Linked DNA regions of Mus musculus: region 2 is linked to region 1. The links are chromatin contacts, called in public promoter capture Hi-C maps. All regions are on one chromosome and are shown on one strand. Each heading gives the region's core, a stretch centred on a gene start, on an enhancer-like site or on the middle of the called end of the contact. The rest is flanking DNA. Distances are from core to core; before and after follow the strand shown.

The links. Promoter capture Hi-C pulls out the DNA fragments that hold promoters and counts their contacts.
Region 2: a promoter capture Hi-C map of liver shows a contact between it and region 1, with 2.4 times the contacts expected there. The contact joins the enhancer-like site here to the promoter of Pcbp4 in region 1. A contact is called at or near these places in 7 of 39 promoter capture datasets (3T3-L1-derived adipocytes, embryonic stem cells, fetal liver and 3 more) and 2 of 9 other capture datasets (adipose tissue and pancreatic islet).

Annotation. Positions count from the first base shown.
Region 1 is chr9:106,450,556-106,458,269 of GRCm38.p6, reverse strand. It overlaps Pcbp4 (poly(rC) binding protein 4), which reads right to left and starts at 4,432. Exons shown (of 13, transcript NM_021567.5): 1 at 4,263-4,432. It overlaps Abhd14b (abhydrolase domain containing 14b), which reads right to left. Exons shown (of 4, transcript NM_029631.3): 3 at 6,636-6,877; 4 at 5,352-6,286. The coding sequence ends at 6,107. It also overlaps a transcript of Abhd14a not described here.
Region 2 is chr9:106,779,538-106,787,251 of GRCm38.p6, reverse strand. All of the region lies in intron 1 of Rad54l2 (RAD54 like 2 (S. cerevisiae)), which reads left to right. Among named protein-coding and RNA genes, the nearest start is that of Rad54l2, 5.8 kb to the left of the region's middle. Within about 2 kb of position 3,526, at least 6 of the 459 cell types and tissues checked have an H3K27ac peak or open chromatin away from gene starts, as enhancers often do. A contact at or near this core is called in liver, where this site is marked.

The DNA.
Region 1 (7,714 bases), core at 3,183-5,682:
TTCATTTGAGTTCTGCCATAGACTGGCCAGAGGGTGGAGACCAGCAATAGATGTGGGGCCTGTGTTCTTTGGGCATCCTTGGCCAACCTCATGCTGGCTGCCCTTGCTAGACATTCCCCTGGCTGCCTGCACTTCCCCCATCAAAGCGCCTGCTGTGATGACGTGAATAGTTTCTGTCTCCCTGGACAGCCTAGCCTGGGAGCCCCTTAGAACAGGAGCCAGAGCTGCCACCTTCTCCTTGTGTCCCCAGGGCTCAGTTCAGAGCCAGGCTAGAGAGGGTGCTCGGACATGCCGGTAATGGGAATAGATGAATTTACTGCACACACGGGCAACCTCATAGCTTAAAGGGTCTGTAATCTGCCCAAGGTCATAGAAAGAGGGAGAGTAGAGGGAAGAACAGGGTCCAACAAGCTAGTGCAGGACTGGACCGGGCTCCATCTGTGTCCCGTTTGTTCCAGTCTATGTCTCTTAGTCCCTTTTTTGAATTGGAGTTTGGTGGCCTGGGGAGCCCCCGTCTGACCTATGGCTCTTTGTTCTGTCTGGGACCTCCCCACCCGATATAACCTTAAGATCCAGAATTCTGCGGCCTCTAATTGGGTGATAAATAGTGGGAGACCTGAAAGAAACCCCCATATCATCTCCTCACTTCTTGTGACCCCAGGAAAGATGGCCTATGGGCAGAACCGCTCAGTCTTGCCATGAAGATGCCTGGGTCTGCAGTAAAGACCCACTGCGCCAAATTCAATCCGCGATCTTGGCCTAGCTCTTCCCTGGCCTGGATCTGGATTTAGCCACCTGCCCTGTCTGGGAAGCTGGGGTAAGGGAGAGCTGTTGGTATCTTTGTGACCCTGTTCCAGAGATGCTGGAGTTTTCCCTACCCTTTGGAAAGAGTAAGGCTTCTGACCTTCCTCTAGGCCTCTCTCCCACAGCCCTAAGCATAAGTGGCCCCACTGGGCATTCATGACCAGATGCTCCGCTTTCGCTGAGTTTGAAGTCGTATCTTGCTGCTTCGGTTTTGGTGGGCCCCTGGTCTCTGCTGGGCCACCCACGTGGCAGCCACACATCATGCCACGCTGACCTCCAGCTCACCTCTGAGGGTGCCCAGCCCCCTCTGGTCAACAGAGCTCCCTGGCAAGAACATCCCGTCAGACCAAGCCTCTGACCTCAGGCCTTCCGTCTTGCTTCTCAGGCCCCTTCCCCAGACCAAGTGCCTACTCCTTCTGAACCTGGCTTCCTGCCACCCTGGCTGAAGGGGCTGGGGGTGGGGGGTGACAGCTGTGTAAGCGATGGTGGCTGCCCCCTTCCTGCCCCTCCCCCCCAGCTGTCTCTCTCCCATGACAGCTGCCCAATCAAAGGGCTGGGGGCTTAGCCAGCTCCCCCCCCACACGCAGGGATCAAGTGTCCTCTCTGGCTTTGTTCTAGTGGGAGAACAATCCAGAGGAGGGAAAGGCTCCCGGGGCCAGTTGAACCAAGTAGACTGGCCCGCCCCTTGGGGGATTCCCTCTGCTCTACTGCCCAGTGTGTCTGGACCACGAGATACGGTGGACCCACCTGGGCTGGGGAAGGTTGGGGAAAATCCAGTCTCCAACTTCACCCCAGATCGCATGCTCAGCGTGTTCCCCTTAGCCATCCTAACCTAACAGTCTCCTCCAATCCTTACTCCAAAAACAGCCATACCGGCCACACCCGGATGATGCTGGGGAATGGTTGAGCATCAGGCATGGTAGGGTGTGGCAGGAGGGTGGCCACTGGGCCTTGGGGAGGGGGTTGGCAGCCTGGAGGGCTCCTGACTCCCTTGTCCATTCCCCTACCCTGGGCACACTCACCCTTGCTGATTAGCCTGGTCTCCACAAAACTGCCCAACGTCCTCAGACCCAGCCTCGGCCTTTCAGCCTCCCAGGATGACCAACCATCTCTAGTGTGGAGTGGGGGGAGCGGGGAAGGACTAGGGGAGTTCCAGGCTCTGGTTCCTTGATGTAAGCCTCTGTCTTGTAAAGTACCAGGGAAGAGGAACGTAGAAACATTAGAAGCTGATAGATAAACTAGTAGGTGCCAGAAATGCTCTACCCTCCCCAGAGCCTGCCATGAGTCTTCACAGCCAGGGAAACCAAGGCAGGCTCAGGACCCACTCGCTCACTGGCACTGTCTATCCATGTGGAAAGGGCTCTCTAATTGTAGATCTCCATGCTGAAGACTGTACGCTCCCTCTGCTATTTAACAACCATCCATGATTCCCTGAGACCCAAAGGGATTAAAACCTGACCTGTGCACCAGCAATGGAGGTCTCCATGGTCCAGCCTCTACCAATTTTTCTGCTCCATCACTTATACACACCAGGCCACAAAATAGGCCTAGCAACTCCAAGCCTCAGACAGAACCTTTGCCAGCAGATAATGCCAGCTTAAAACACTTATCCCCTTCACAACTTTGGCAAAATTCTTCTCAAAAGCCTCCTCCTCCACGGAGCCCTCCCTCCCCAACTTTCAAATCAGATGAAATTCCTCTGGCCTCTTCGCTTTCCAAAGACAGCAAGTCAAAGGAGGCCCACTGGGCATTTCTAAGCCTATCTTTCGGCTACAAAAGAATAGGAAATTTGAGACAGGATCTGGCCCTGGGAGTAAGGGGAGGGGTTAGGGCGCACAGGCCTTGGAATATCAAGAGACCATCATGCCTTAGAATCCTGGGGCCCGGGGACTGAGCACGTGGGCAGAGTTAGGCCATGCCTGGTTAGCACTCCAAGTTCCGAGTTCATTTACCATCCCAGCCCCTGTTTCTGCTGGGCTCCCTGGGCACGTTGCTGAAGTGAGGAATTTGAGAAATCCGGGCAACCAGACTGGGTCCCCTAGCAGGAAGAGGAGCCGGTAGGAACCCTGGAGAGTGAGATAGGTTTCACAGCATGGAGGTGGGCTCAGCCAATCACAACTGGAAAAGCCTCACCAATCAAGAGAGGAACCAGAGGCCTAGGGAGGAAGGGGGTTGTTTAGCGGACTGCATGGGAGGCGTCGGGCAGGCCAGGAGACCCCGTGGGTCCACCTGTACAGCTTAGCGCTCTTTCTTTCCTTCAGGAGCTAGGAACTGGGAATGGAGGCTGGAGGAGAGTGGGCGGGTGGACAGAGCCTGTCTGGGGACACAGGGTGGGGCAAGCCATCCTCTCTGCAGCCTGGGCCTGCCAGGGTGTGTGGGCCGCCCGCTCCCAGCCCCCCACCCTGAGCATGCAAAGAGAACAATCCCCTTGTGTTTGGGCAGCCTGAGCCTGCGTGCTGATGAAGGCTACGGGGTGGGGGCTGGGATAGGGGTGCTTTGAAACAAGAAGGGGTTCCAGGACCTAGAAAGATAATACTCTCAAATGGAAAAAACAATAGACCCTCCCAGATGTTGGCCCTGAGGCCACCAGGGTGACCCCACTGAACACTGAACGCCAGAGATAACTCCTGACCAAAGCTTAGTGTGTTTATAGGGAAGACAGGAACCCTGGGGACACATGCCTTGTTGGTCCAGGGAGAAGGTAACGTCTTTGGCTTGGTGGGAACCCAAAGCCACACATTCTGAGAGAAGGGGTGTGAAAGGACCAAGGTACATCCCCTGGAGGACCATTCCCTTGGGTGCCGGGGTGGGGCGGGGCTCTGGGTGCCACAGGTCTCAAGATGGCGGGCCTGGTTTAGGAGTGTGAGGAGGTGGGCACCTCCCTCTCCTAGCCAGGGATGCCTGAAGGCCAGGTTTAAGTATGTGGCGGAGTCCCTTCACCTCCATCCCCAGTACCCCAGCCAAGAAGCTAGGTCAGAGCTGGAGATGAAGAGCCACAGGAAGGGGGGAGAACACTGTGCTCCCAACTATCTCCATCCACCTTGGCCTGGAGGTCTGTGTCTGGCTCCCCGAAGGACTGCAGAGAATGGGAAGGGGTGTGTGTGAGAGCCAGGAGCTGCAGAGAGTGGCAGATGAGAACAGGGACGAAGTAGAACCCGAACCCGGGACATGAGGTCCAGAACTGAGAGCTCAAAGGACAGAAACGGCAAACAGGATGAGAGCTTCAAACCTGGTACCCAAGGTCCAAGAAACCCCTCCCTGTAGTGGGGTGTTCCCCTGGAAAACCAACGCCCCCCACCTGTACAGGCCTCAGCCGCATTGGACAGAAAACGTGTTCTTCGCAGCGCCCCCCCCCCCAGGACCGCGATCGGGTGCACACTGGAGCCGATTCCCCGCCCCCCCCCAGCGAACCCCCAAACTTCAATGGCCCGCGGTGCCCCGCCCGGCCCGCGCCTTACCTCGCTGGGGCTGTTCTGCGGCGGCGGCAGCGGCTGGGCCGCTCAGTCCCACATTGTCCCCGGGAAAGGCGGCCGCTCACAACTGCGAGTGACATCAGCTGCGAACAATGAGGGGTTTGACAGGCGCGGAGCCCGGCCGGCCCGGAGCCCGGCTCCGCGCCCCCCCACCCCCACCCCCCGGCCCGCCTGGCCCGGCCCCGCCCCGCCCCCTCCCCGGATCCGATTACAGCGCGGCGGGCCCGCCCCAGCAGCCCCAGTGCCGCAGCCGCCCGCCCCGCCCCGCCCCGCCCCGCCCCGCGCGGTCCGGCGCCCCGAGCATCCGTCGTTTCCGGGAGGGAGCGATGGACCCTTCCCATGCGGCTCACCAGGGGCCCCGGATCCTCCCTGTATGGCTCTCTCCCGGCCTGTCCTTCCCGCCCAGCGCTTCTGCGGAGCTCCCCGCAGCCTTCATCTCAGTCCTGGCCGCGCCTCCCGGCTTCTGTCCCACAGCCCTCTGCCCTGCCCCGGCTCTTGCTTCTTCACCATCCTTCACTCCGGGGTCCAGCCCACCTAGACCCGCTACCTCCGGCGTCCGCACTGTCCGACCCTGGTCCTGGTCCTCCCAGGAGAGGCTACCCGACCAGCTGGAGGAGGGGCATGAGAGCCGTTTGGCCCTTAAACAACCTGTCCCGTGATCCTTCCAATCTCCTGCCAAATTCCTTTTGGAGCTAGGGTCAGAGTGCCATTAACTCCTTTACTAGGAAAGGGATAGGTTGTGTGTGTGTGTGTATATGTGTGTGGGTGGGTGTGTGGGGGGGGGGGGGAATTGAGCCTGCCCTTCCCCCATCTCAGAGCAGATATTCTCCCCCTTTCAGTAATCGGCTCATATAGGTCCCACTGACCTACACCTCCCCCCTCAGCTGAGTCTCTTGGCACCTGGATGTATGTGGGTGGGGAGGGGAATCCAATCTCCCTTTCCCTCCATCTGGCCTAGTGGACAAAGGGCAGGGGGACCATTTGGTCCCGCCAGGGTGGGGGAGGAGCCCACAGTGGCAGTCCCAAGGGGAAGGGGGAGGGGCGGCGCTCCGGAGACAGCAAAAGCATGTGAGGTCTAATTGTATCACTTTATTTCAGGGACCTCCGAAGTCGGTCTCCTCTCCTTATCCCACTCCCAAACCTCAGGGCAGGAAATGGGCTTGGCTGAGAAGATCCGTGCTTGATTACCTGGGGAGGTATGCAGCCCCTAAGGGAGATTTGAAGAGCACCTCCCCTTCTGAGGAGGCCATTCTGGTCTGGGACCAGTTGCAACGGGTAGGTAAGAGAAATCTAGCGGTGGCCACATTTTTATCCTGGCAAGTGGATCTCTGTTTACAAAGATTCCCTCCATCCTTCAGGAAACTGCACATGTACCTGTGCAAACTACACAAGAATGTGGGACCCCTGTGCTGCTCCCAAGGGAAAGGTTCTGTCTGGGTGTGGGATGGATCTAAACAAGCAATACCCATATGCTGTCTGTGGTCTAAGGGGGGTGGGCGGCAGAAGGAATGGCTGTCCTGTGGAGCGGCTGAAGAGAGAGATGGATCAGAAAGTGAAGTAAGGCAGAAGTGAGAACCAAGCGGGGAGCCTGTAGAGGAAGCTTATGGATTACCCACAATCAGAGTTCTCCCCTTGAACCCGACGCTTTTTCCACTTGATTTACCGCCTTGATCTGATCTGTCACTGCAAGAGAAAAACAGAAATGACAGCAACCCAGACAGATGTATAGACAGACCTGTTGCAGGTGAGGCAGAAGCCAGAGACCAGGAGAAGACAGCAAGAGATCCTAGAGCAGGCAGTCTGTAACCTCCTATCATCAGGACTGAGTCTCAGGCTAGCCCTTGCAGGAAATCCAGCAGCCCCTTATGCCACTCATCAGGCTTGTCCAAGTAACAGGGATGCCCTGCCCCTTCCATGACCAGCACTCTGTGGTTGGGCAGCTGCTTCAGGTGTTGAAAGCTGGAGGAGCCCATGGGGTCCTGGTCTCCATATACAATGAGAGCTGGAGTCTGAGGGGAAGGAAAGGAGAACAGAATCGGGGGCTGGTCGTACCAGCCCAGCTTCTAAAGGTTAGCTTCAGGCCTCACCACCTCTTCAGTCTCTTCCTGCCCTCCTGAGGAGGAGAGGCGGTGCTGATGCAGTGGATGGAGACCTTGGTTTGTGGTTTCCCCAGCACACAGTCTTATACAGGGATTGGCGAAACAATCAGCTAAGTCAACCAAAAGGGGTCTCCCCAGAAACCACCCCATTGGTTACCCAGCTCCCAGATGAAGAAGGCCCAGGGATGGACCCCGACTTGCTCCTGAGATACCATCTCAGTCACACACACACACACACACACACACACACACACGGTACCTTCACACTGGCGTAGTCCACAGCATTGATTTTGTCTGTGCAGATAGGAGCCACTGGTACAAAGCCCCGGAGTTGGGACCCGGGGGCCACGAGGAAGGGCAGTGAATACATGCCACTTAATGATGGACTGATCACAACTGGGGGTCCCAGCTCCAAGGTATCCACCACAGCAGCTAGGAAGCTGCCAGGGGCCGGTTCCCCAATAGGGGCAGGGGCTGCTGCTTCCTTGGATCGCCCAAGACCTGCAGGTAGTCGGGCGTAGGAGAGACAACGGCAATGAATGGGAAGGGTCCCTTCCTCCACTCTGTGCCCAGGTTCACGTAACACCCAGTAGTAGACTGAAATTCATTCATGCCCACAGCCCAGTGTTTTTTATCTATGGCGAGAATGAGACAATTCTTTTTATGTTTGTGTTCGTTCTAACAGTGTCCTGAAAAGAATGAAGCTCTGGAGTCTATCAGGGCTGGTCTGAGTCCCAGGTCTCTGTCTACTCTAAAGATGACCACAGGTTAAACCTCTTAGCCCTCCTCAGCTGCAGTTTCCACGTCTGTTTTAAAGGGGTAAGGAATGTGCCCGCCATTTAAAGTTGTATAAATTAACTGTTTAAAAGGCATGGAGCCCCAACTTGACACTGGAGGAGTGTGCTCCTGTAATGGGACCTACCAGTCGCCCCGCCCCTCCCCCCAACAACATTAGTGTAGATCTTCCCCGTGACGCTCAGCCCAACCCACTGTTGGAAGCTAGCCTGGCCAGGCTGGAAATCTGCCCTTGAAACCTGAAACTGTATCAGCTCTAGCCCGTGAGGGGATTAGATCCTGTCAGATAGGCTATGTCTCCAATTCCTCACTCCACGCTGAAAGTGGTGGGGCCCGGTCATTCAGGTTATGCTAAGCAATTTGGAAGCTCTTCCCACCTCCTCCAGGGCCCAGCTCGAGGACTCTGCTTGCAAATAGGAGACCAGGTCCTTAGCTATATCCGCCGTGCTTCCCAAGGCTCTGCAAGACTCCTTGTTAGTGCTGTCATCAGACTGAATATGGTTCTATTCAGGTACTTTGCTTCCCATCAGCTGGGCACCCTCT
Region 2 (7,714 bases), core at 2,277-4,776, 330 kb before region 1:
CTCCTCCTCCTTCTTCTTTTTAAAGATTTATTTAATTTATTTATATGAGTACACTGTAGCTGTCTTCAGACACACAAAAAGAGGGTATTATGATGGTTGTGAGCCACCATGTGGCTGCTGGGAATTGAACTCAGGACCACTGGAAGAGCAGTCAGTGCTCTTCACCGGTGAGCCATCTCTCCAGTCCTGTACTGCTAGTTCTAATTCTAGGGGTTTTTTCCCTTAAATTTAAGAATAATTTCTTAAATTATTAATTGCCAGGCCATGGTGGTACACAGGGTTTCTCTGTGTAGCCCTGGCTGTCCTGGAACTCACTCTGTAGACCAGGCTGGCCTTGAACTCAGAAATCCACCTGACTCTGCCTCCCAAGTGCTGGAATTAAAGGCTTGCGCTACCACTGCCCCACAATCTCTGTGAATTTGAGGCCCCCCTAGTCTACAAAGTGAGTTCCAGAACAGCCAGGGCTGTTTGTTACATAGAGAAATCCTGTCTCAAAAAAAAAAAAAAGATTTTATTACCATTATTATTATTATTTTATTTATTTATTTATTTATTTATTTATTTATTTATTTATTTATTTATTTATTTATTTATGGTTTTATATATGGTTATACAGGGTTTCTCTGTATAGCCCTGGCTCTCCTGGAACTCACTTTGTAGACCAGGCTGGCCTTGAATTCAGAAATTCGCCTGCCTCTGCCTGGGATCAAAGGTGTGCGCCACCACGCCTGGCCCATTATTATTTTAAATTTGCACATATGTGGATATGGACATGTATGCATGTGAGGGTGTGTGTGGAGGCTAGAGGTGTTAATCTTCCGGGAGCTAGAGTTACAGGCAGTTGTGAATTGTGAAGTGGGTTCAGGTCCCCTTCAAGAGCAGTACTCCTAACTGCTGAGCCATCCATCCAGCCTGTAGTTCTTTTTAAAACTCCTTTTTGAGACAGGCTTGGAATTCACTATCTATAACAAGGTGGCCTCAAATTCACAGAAATCTACTTGCCTCTGTCTTCAAGTGCTGGGCTTAAAGACATGTGCTGCAATGCCCAGCTCTGCATTTGTTTTTTGAGACAGGATCTCAAACTGTAGCTCATGTTGTTGTAGAAGTCAATATGTTGTCCAGACTCCAGCCTGGCCTTGAACTCCTCCTCCTCTTCTTCAGCCTTCCATTGTTGTGGTTACAAGTTCGCACTCTGCAAGTCGTTTATGCATAAACTGGTGATCTATTACCTTATGCCTACATTAGCTTTGAACTTGCAGCATTTCACTACTTCAGCTTCTTAAATGCTCAGTTGTAGGTGTCAGCCTCTGCACCTGGACTCAGGAGCTGCTATTCTAAGTAATGATAGTAAAATGTAGCTAGGTGTTGTGTAGCAATGAGGTTATCTGGTCGGGTGAAGGCAAGCTGTGCAGTGTGCATCTGCTGGTGCTCAGGTGGGAGGAATGGGTGAGACTGTCTTTTTCTAGTACTGGCAAGTAGGAGCACACAGAGCTCAAGGTCATTATTAGCACTTCTAGTTTTTCCCCTGGCAATTTCTTTGGAGAAGCCAGAAGGAAACCTCTTGGCATGCTAAACTTAAAATTTAGCACTCTGTTCAGACATGGTTTTTGTAGATTTGTTTTAACACACCTAACAGTCATTTCGTGTGTGTGTGTGTGTGTGTGTGTGTGTGTGTGTGTGTGTGTGTGTGTGTTTAGAAGGACAGAGGGGTATCAGATCATATGGAGCTGGAGTTATAGGCAATTGTGAGCTGCCTGATGTGGGTGCTGGAAATCTGACTTGGGTCCTCTGCAAGAACAGTATGTACTCTTAACCACTGAGCCATCTCCCCAACCCTTCGACCTGCCGACCTGCCTTTGATGGGCCAAAGGTTACACTTTGTTAGTCAGTTATTCAGATTTGTTTGTTTTTCTGTCTGTCTTTTGGGATGGCTTCTGTGTGTAGCTCTGACTATTCCTGAGATGCCTCTGCCTCCAAGTGCTGGGACTAAAGGTGGGTGACACCAGTGCCCAGCTCAGTTTTCCTGACTCAGTTTTCAAAATTCCGTTAATATTCAAGGGGAAAATTAAGGAATGACCAGAGTGATTTGAGATAAGTGAACCCCAAATCCTTTGAAGTCTTACCTTAGAGGAATCATTCTTTCATTTGCGAGTGGTTTTCAATTCCAGTTAAGAGTAAATGTTTTACTGGCTTGAAAATCCTGTGATCATCTGGCATGTCTGATTCAACATTTATATATATATATTCGACTTGGCCTCTCATATCTCTTAGTTTCTCTTCTACTGTAATTACCCTGATACTTGAGGCCAAGTTATAACAAAGTTGTAAGTGGTTTCGAGACTGACTGACAGACTTGTTAGAGGCCTAACTGAACTCATTGTTACCATATTCAGAAAGTAAGAGTATTTGACCAGACTTTATTGGGGAATTTGAATTTTGTGATTATGAAGTTATTTATACCATTGGTCTAATATTGTAGAAATGCTGAAATGTTTTATGTTGTCATGAACTCTGAATACCACAGAGCTTTTTTTAGTGTGTGGCCAACTTTAAGGCTTGAGTCAAGAATGCAGACATCTTCTCTCCCTGCATATGCCCCAACCTTCCCGAGGGATTGAACTCAGGCTCTCTGTGTGGAGGACAAGTGCTCTACCATTGATCCTCATCCCCAGCCTTATTTTTGTTTTGATTTGTTATTTTCCCCCTACATCGGTTGCTAATGAAAGCTTTCCTTGGATGGCTATCTCTCTTTGAGTATGCATTGCAGTTTGGGGGTACTTCTAGCAATCACACTGAACTGCTCAGTTTTGATATTTTTGCATGTTTTCCATAACCACAAAATTAAACTTCATGTGTAAAAAAGTGAGGTTTCAGTTTGTCCCACCAGGTCCAGACAAGTGCTGCCGAGCTGCCCCCTATTTCACACTACACAGAGATAGGACTTGAAAAAGAGATTTAATATGTTTTAAAATTTTATGTATATGTGTGTATATTTGTATATATTTGTGTGTACTGCATTTATACCTGGTGCCCTCAGAGGCCAGAAGAGGGTCCACTGGAAGTGGAGTTACAGGTGGTTGTGAGCCACCTGGTGTGGGTACTGGGAATCAAACCTGGATCCTCTGCAGGAGCAGCAGGTGGTCTTAACTACTGATCTCTCTAGCCCAAGGACAGGGTTTTTAATTTATTCCCTTTTTAAAAATGTTTATGCATGTGTGTATGCATGTCTATATGTATTTACTGTGTATGTGCTTATGTGTGTGCCCACACGTGGAGGTCAGTGAAGAACTTGTAGAGAACTTGTGATTCTCTTCCCTCAGCCTTTTAGTGCTGGGATTACATGAATATCACAACACCCAGTTTTGTTTTGTTGTTTTAAACTTTATATCCTAGGACCTTACCATTACTGGCACAGAAAAGCTGCTTGGCAAAGTCTGTTGAGTGAGCAATTAAATGACCTGTGCTTATGGGTGATTTGAAGTCACTTGGTGTACTAGTGATGATGAAGGTCCTGACCTTGGTCACATGTGACCTGCCCTGACACTGAAGCCTCTGCTCTCATGTTCTAGGTTACTGAGCAGCCTTACTTGCTGTGGAAGCAGTGTTTATTCCAGATCCTTTTCTTTAGTGCAGGGTCTTGCTGTGTAGTGCGGGCTTGATTTGAGCTTGCGTGTTCTGTCTCAGTCCTCCAAGTGTTGGGAATACTGGCATGTGCTACCAAACCTGACTGTGTTCATGTGTTTGAGTCTAGGGACTGTTACTTGCTCTTTTTGGATCTTACATGTCTATGGTAGCAAATGTGGCAGTTTCTCCTTGCTGCTGTCTAGATCTTCCAGGGCTATTTATTGCTTAGGCATTTTGCCTCCTCTGTGTGTGTGTGTGTGTGTGTGTGTGTGTGTGTGTGTGTGTGTGTGTGTAGAAAGTGACTATTCAGTTTGTCCCACCATATCCAAACTGCTGTAGCCAAGCTGCCACCTATTCGTGAATGGGAAATGAACTCAGTAGTAGGATGTTGTGACTTCTGCTAGCTCTGGTGGACTTTCTGGAGGCCTTGATAGATTGATAGCCACTTTACTGGGGAAATAAGATTATTTCACTAAGCTTTCTTAGGGAATTTGAATTCAGAGGCTTTGGAACGATTTGTTCCACTCTGTTCAGCCCAGTAGTGAAATGGATAGATTCTGTTTCTAGATACTCTGCGTTCTGATTTGTTTACCTAGAAGGTACAGAAATATGTTGTATCTATATTCTCTTGATTATTAAAAATAAAAGCATTCTATTTACCTACCTACCCACTGTGTGCAAGCAAACATGTCATGGCACATGTGTGGAGATGAGAGGACAGCTCAAGGGCTTGGGTTGATTTTCTTTTTGCTCCCATGATCCACCAGTGTTCTAGGAGTCGGCCACAGATCCTCAGGCTTAGTGCAGGGACTTTACCAGCTGACCCATGCTTACAGTCTCTCTTTCCTCCCCCTGCCCTGCCTCTCCTTTTTGAGACAGGATTTCTCTTTGTAACTTTGGCTGTTCTGGAACTTGCTCTATAGACCAAGCAGGCCTGGAACTCAGAGAGATTCTCCTGCCTCTGCCTCCCAAGTACTAGAATTAAAGGCGTGTACCACCATCACCCTGTGTGTGTGTGTGTGTTTGATTTTTTTTGAGACAGGACAGCATTGTATGTATGTAGCCTTGGCTAGCTGGGGAACTTGACATGTAAACCAGGCTGGCCTTGAATGAACTCTTGATCTGCCTACCTCTGTCTTCCAAAGGTTTTCCCAATTTTGAGATTGAAAGCATGTCTCACTACAAGATACTTTCTTGGCTCTTGGTACTAAAATAACATATCATTTAAATTACTGTGATTTTGCTGGCATGACTGTAATCCCAGCAGAGGAAGGTGGATCTCTGAGTTTGAGGCCAGCCTGGTCTACATAGAGTTTTCCAGGACAGCCAGGGCTACACAGAGAAGCTCTGTCTTGAAGAACCAAAGGAACTATTGTGAATTAATTTTCATGGCTTATCAAGTCATATAGAAATCTTTCTGAAAGCTGAGTGTTAATAAGATTATTGAAACTTCAATAATGCAGTTACTGTTCTCATGCAGGTACCAGACTGCAACAAAAGAAAGCTTGAAAAAATTACTGTAATTAGGGTAGTTATGAAAATCCTTGCTCGCGTATTAAGTATAGCTCATATATATGTCCTTTTTGTCTGCTGTATGTCTTTCTGAGACAGTTTTATTCTGTAGCCAAGACTATGCTGGGAATCCTCTGGCCTTAGCCTCCTACTTTCTAAGATAATAAGCACAGACTACTATATCTGTTACACTTTACTTTTTTATGGGGTTAGTGAGATGGCTTAGCTGGTAAGGGTTACATGACACTGAACTTGATGGCCTGCTGGAACCCAAACCAAAACATACCAAGCAAGACTTTTTTAAAGATTTATTTACATATTATATATAAGTACACTGTAACTGTCTTCAGACACTTTTTCTTCTCTCTCCAGCCCTTCTCATTCCAGCCCAAAGATTTATTTGTTTATTTATTTATTGTATATAAGTACACTGTAGCTGACTTCAGACATCCCAGAGGAGGGCATTAGATCTCATTATAGATGGTTGTGAGCTATCATGTGGTTGCCAGGATTTGAACTCAGGACCTTTCAGAAGAGCACTTAGTGCTCATAACCACTGAGCCATCTCCCCAGCCCCCAAATAAATAAATAAATAAATAAATAAATATTTTTGGAGGGGAGGGGAGGGTTTCGAGACAGGCTATCCTGGCTGTCTTGGAACTCACTTTGTAGACCAGACTGGCCTGGAACTCAGAAATCCCCTGCCTCTGCCTCCCAAGTGCTGGGAAACAATTTTTATGCATTTATTTTATGCATTTACTTTATCTTCTCCCAATAACCTAGAGGCAAACATATCCCTCTTTACAAAGAAGAAAATAAAAAGAGATGAAGTAGATTCTTTTATTTTATTTTATTTTTAATTATTTCTATTCATTTTGTCTCTTGAGACAGGGGCTCACAGTGTATCTCTGGCTGGCCTGGAATTCTTCTTCTTTTTTTTTTTTTTAAATATTTTCTTTATTTCATTTCAAGTGCTATCCCGAAAGTTCTCTATACCCTTCCCCCGCCCTGTTCCCCTACCCACCCACTCCCACTTCTTGGCCTAGGAGTTCCCCTGTACTGGGACATAAAAAGTTTGCAATACCAAGGGGCCTCATGATGGCCGACTAGGCCATCTTCTGCTACATATGCAGCTAGAGACACGAGCTCTGGGGGTACTGGTTAGTTCATATTGTTGTTCCACCTATAGGGTTGCAGACCCCTTCAGCTCCTTGGGTGCTTTCTCTAGCTTCTCCATTGGGGGCCCTGTGTTCCATCTTATAGATGACCGTGAGCATCCACTTCTGTATTGGCCAGGCACTGGTATAGCCTCATACGAGACAGCTATATCAGGGTCCCTTCAGCAAAATCTTGCTGGCATATGCAATAGTGTCTGGATTTGGTGGCTGATTATGAGATGGATCCCCAGATGGGGTGGTCTCTGGATAGTCCATCCTTTCGTTTTAGCTCCAAACTTTGTCTCTGTAACTCCTTTCATGGGTATTTTGTTCCCTATTCTAAGGAGGAATGAAGTATCCACACGTTGGTCTTGGCCTGGAATTCTTTATGTTGGTCAGCTGACCTCAGACTCACAGAGATCCACTTGCCTCTGCTTTCTAAGGGCTCTGGGATTAAAAGCCAGTACCACCAGTCTCAGACATAAATTAAGGTAAAATTCATATTAGCGTGTATGTATACATGAATGCAGGTGTTCACTGAGGTCAGAAGATGGTGTCAGATCCCTCAGAGCTAGAGTTGCAGGCAATTTCCAGCATACATGTCCTGTGACTCCCAACTGCCTGCAACTCCAGCTCAGTGGGCACCTGCGTGCTCCTGAAGCCTCTCTCCAGATCTTCCCATTCAGAGGCAGAGACTGGCTTTTGGGTGCCAGAGGCAGGCCACAAGCCATTCAGTGGCTGAAGCTTCCAACGGAAGTCAGGGGCAGCTTGGTTAACAAAAGCCATGTTTACAGCTGACTGGTGCTCTCTGGCTTCTGGGTCAAAAGGAGTGTAGGTCCTATAGGCTTCAAAAAGTCTTTCTAGATATTCTTGGGGGCTCCCATTATTTCTCTGAATCGCCTGGCTCACCTTATATAAATTTGTGGGCTGTCTGGTGATCTCTTGGAGGCCCCCCCATCAGAATCTGGCAGTAAACCCAGGGCCTCTCCTTACCTTCAGCAGTGTCAAAATCCCTGTTGGGTCAAGTCAAAGGAAAGGCTGCATTGATATCAGCCTGGGCTTGGGTGGGCAGCCCATTTGCTCCCAGATCAAATTTCCAGGCAGCTCCCAGGGTCCTTTCTGTCGTGAAGAGGGCCTGGACTTGCTAACAGTCATCCGGGGTTGGCAGGTGAGTCAGCATGGTTGAATCAAGAAAACCTGTGAGAGCTGATAGTCTTTCTAAAAATAGGGAGTTTTGCAACTTCCAATTGTAAAGACCATTATTGGCAAATGGCACATATGTCATGAAGTGTCTCCCCTGAGCATCTGGAGGGTCCTGTAGCCCAGAGGTGGAAGGCTGTAGTAGAGTTGGCCCTCTGGACAGCAGGTGGACGAGTTAGGGGCTGCTCCTTCCTCTGCCTGTGCTGGCTGGGCAGGGGTAG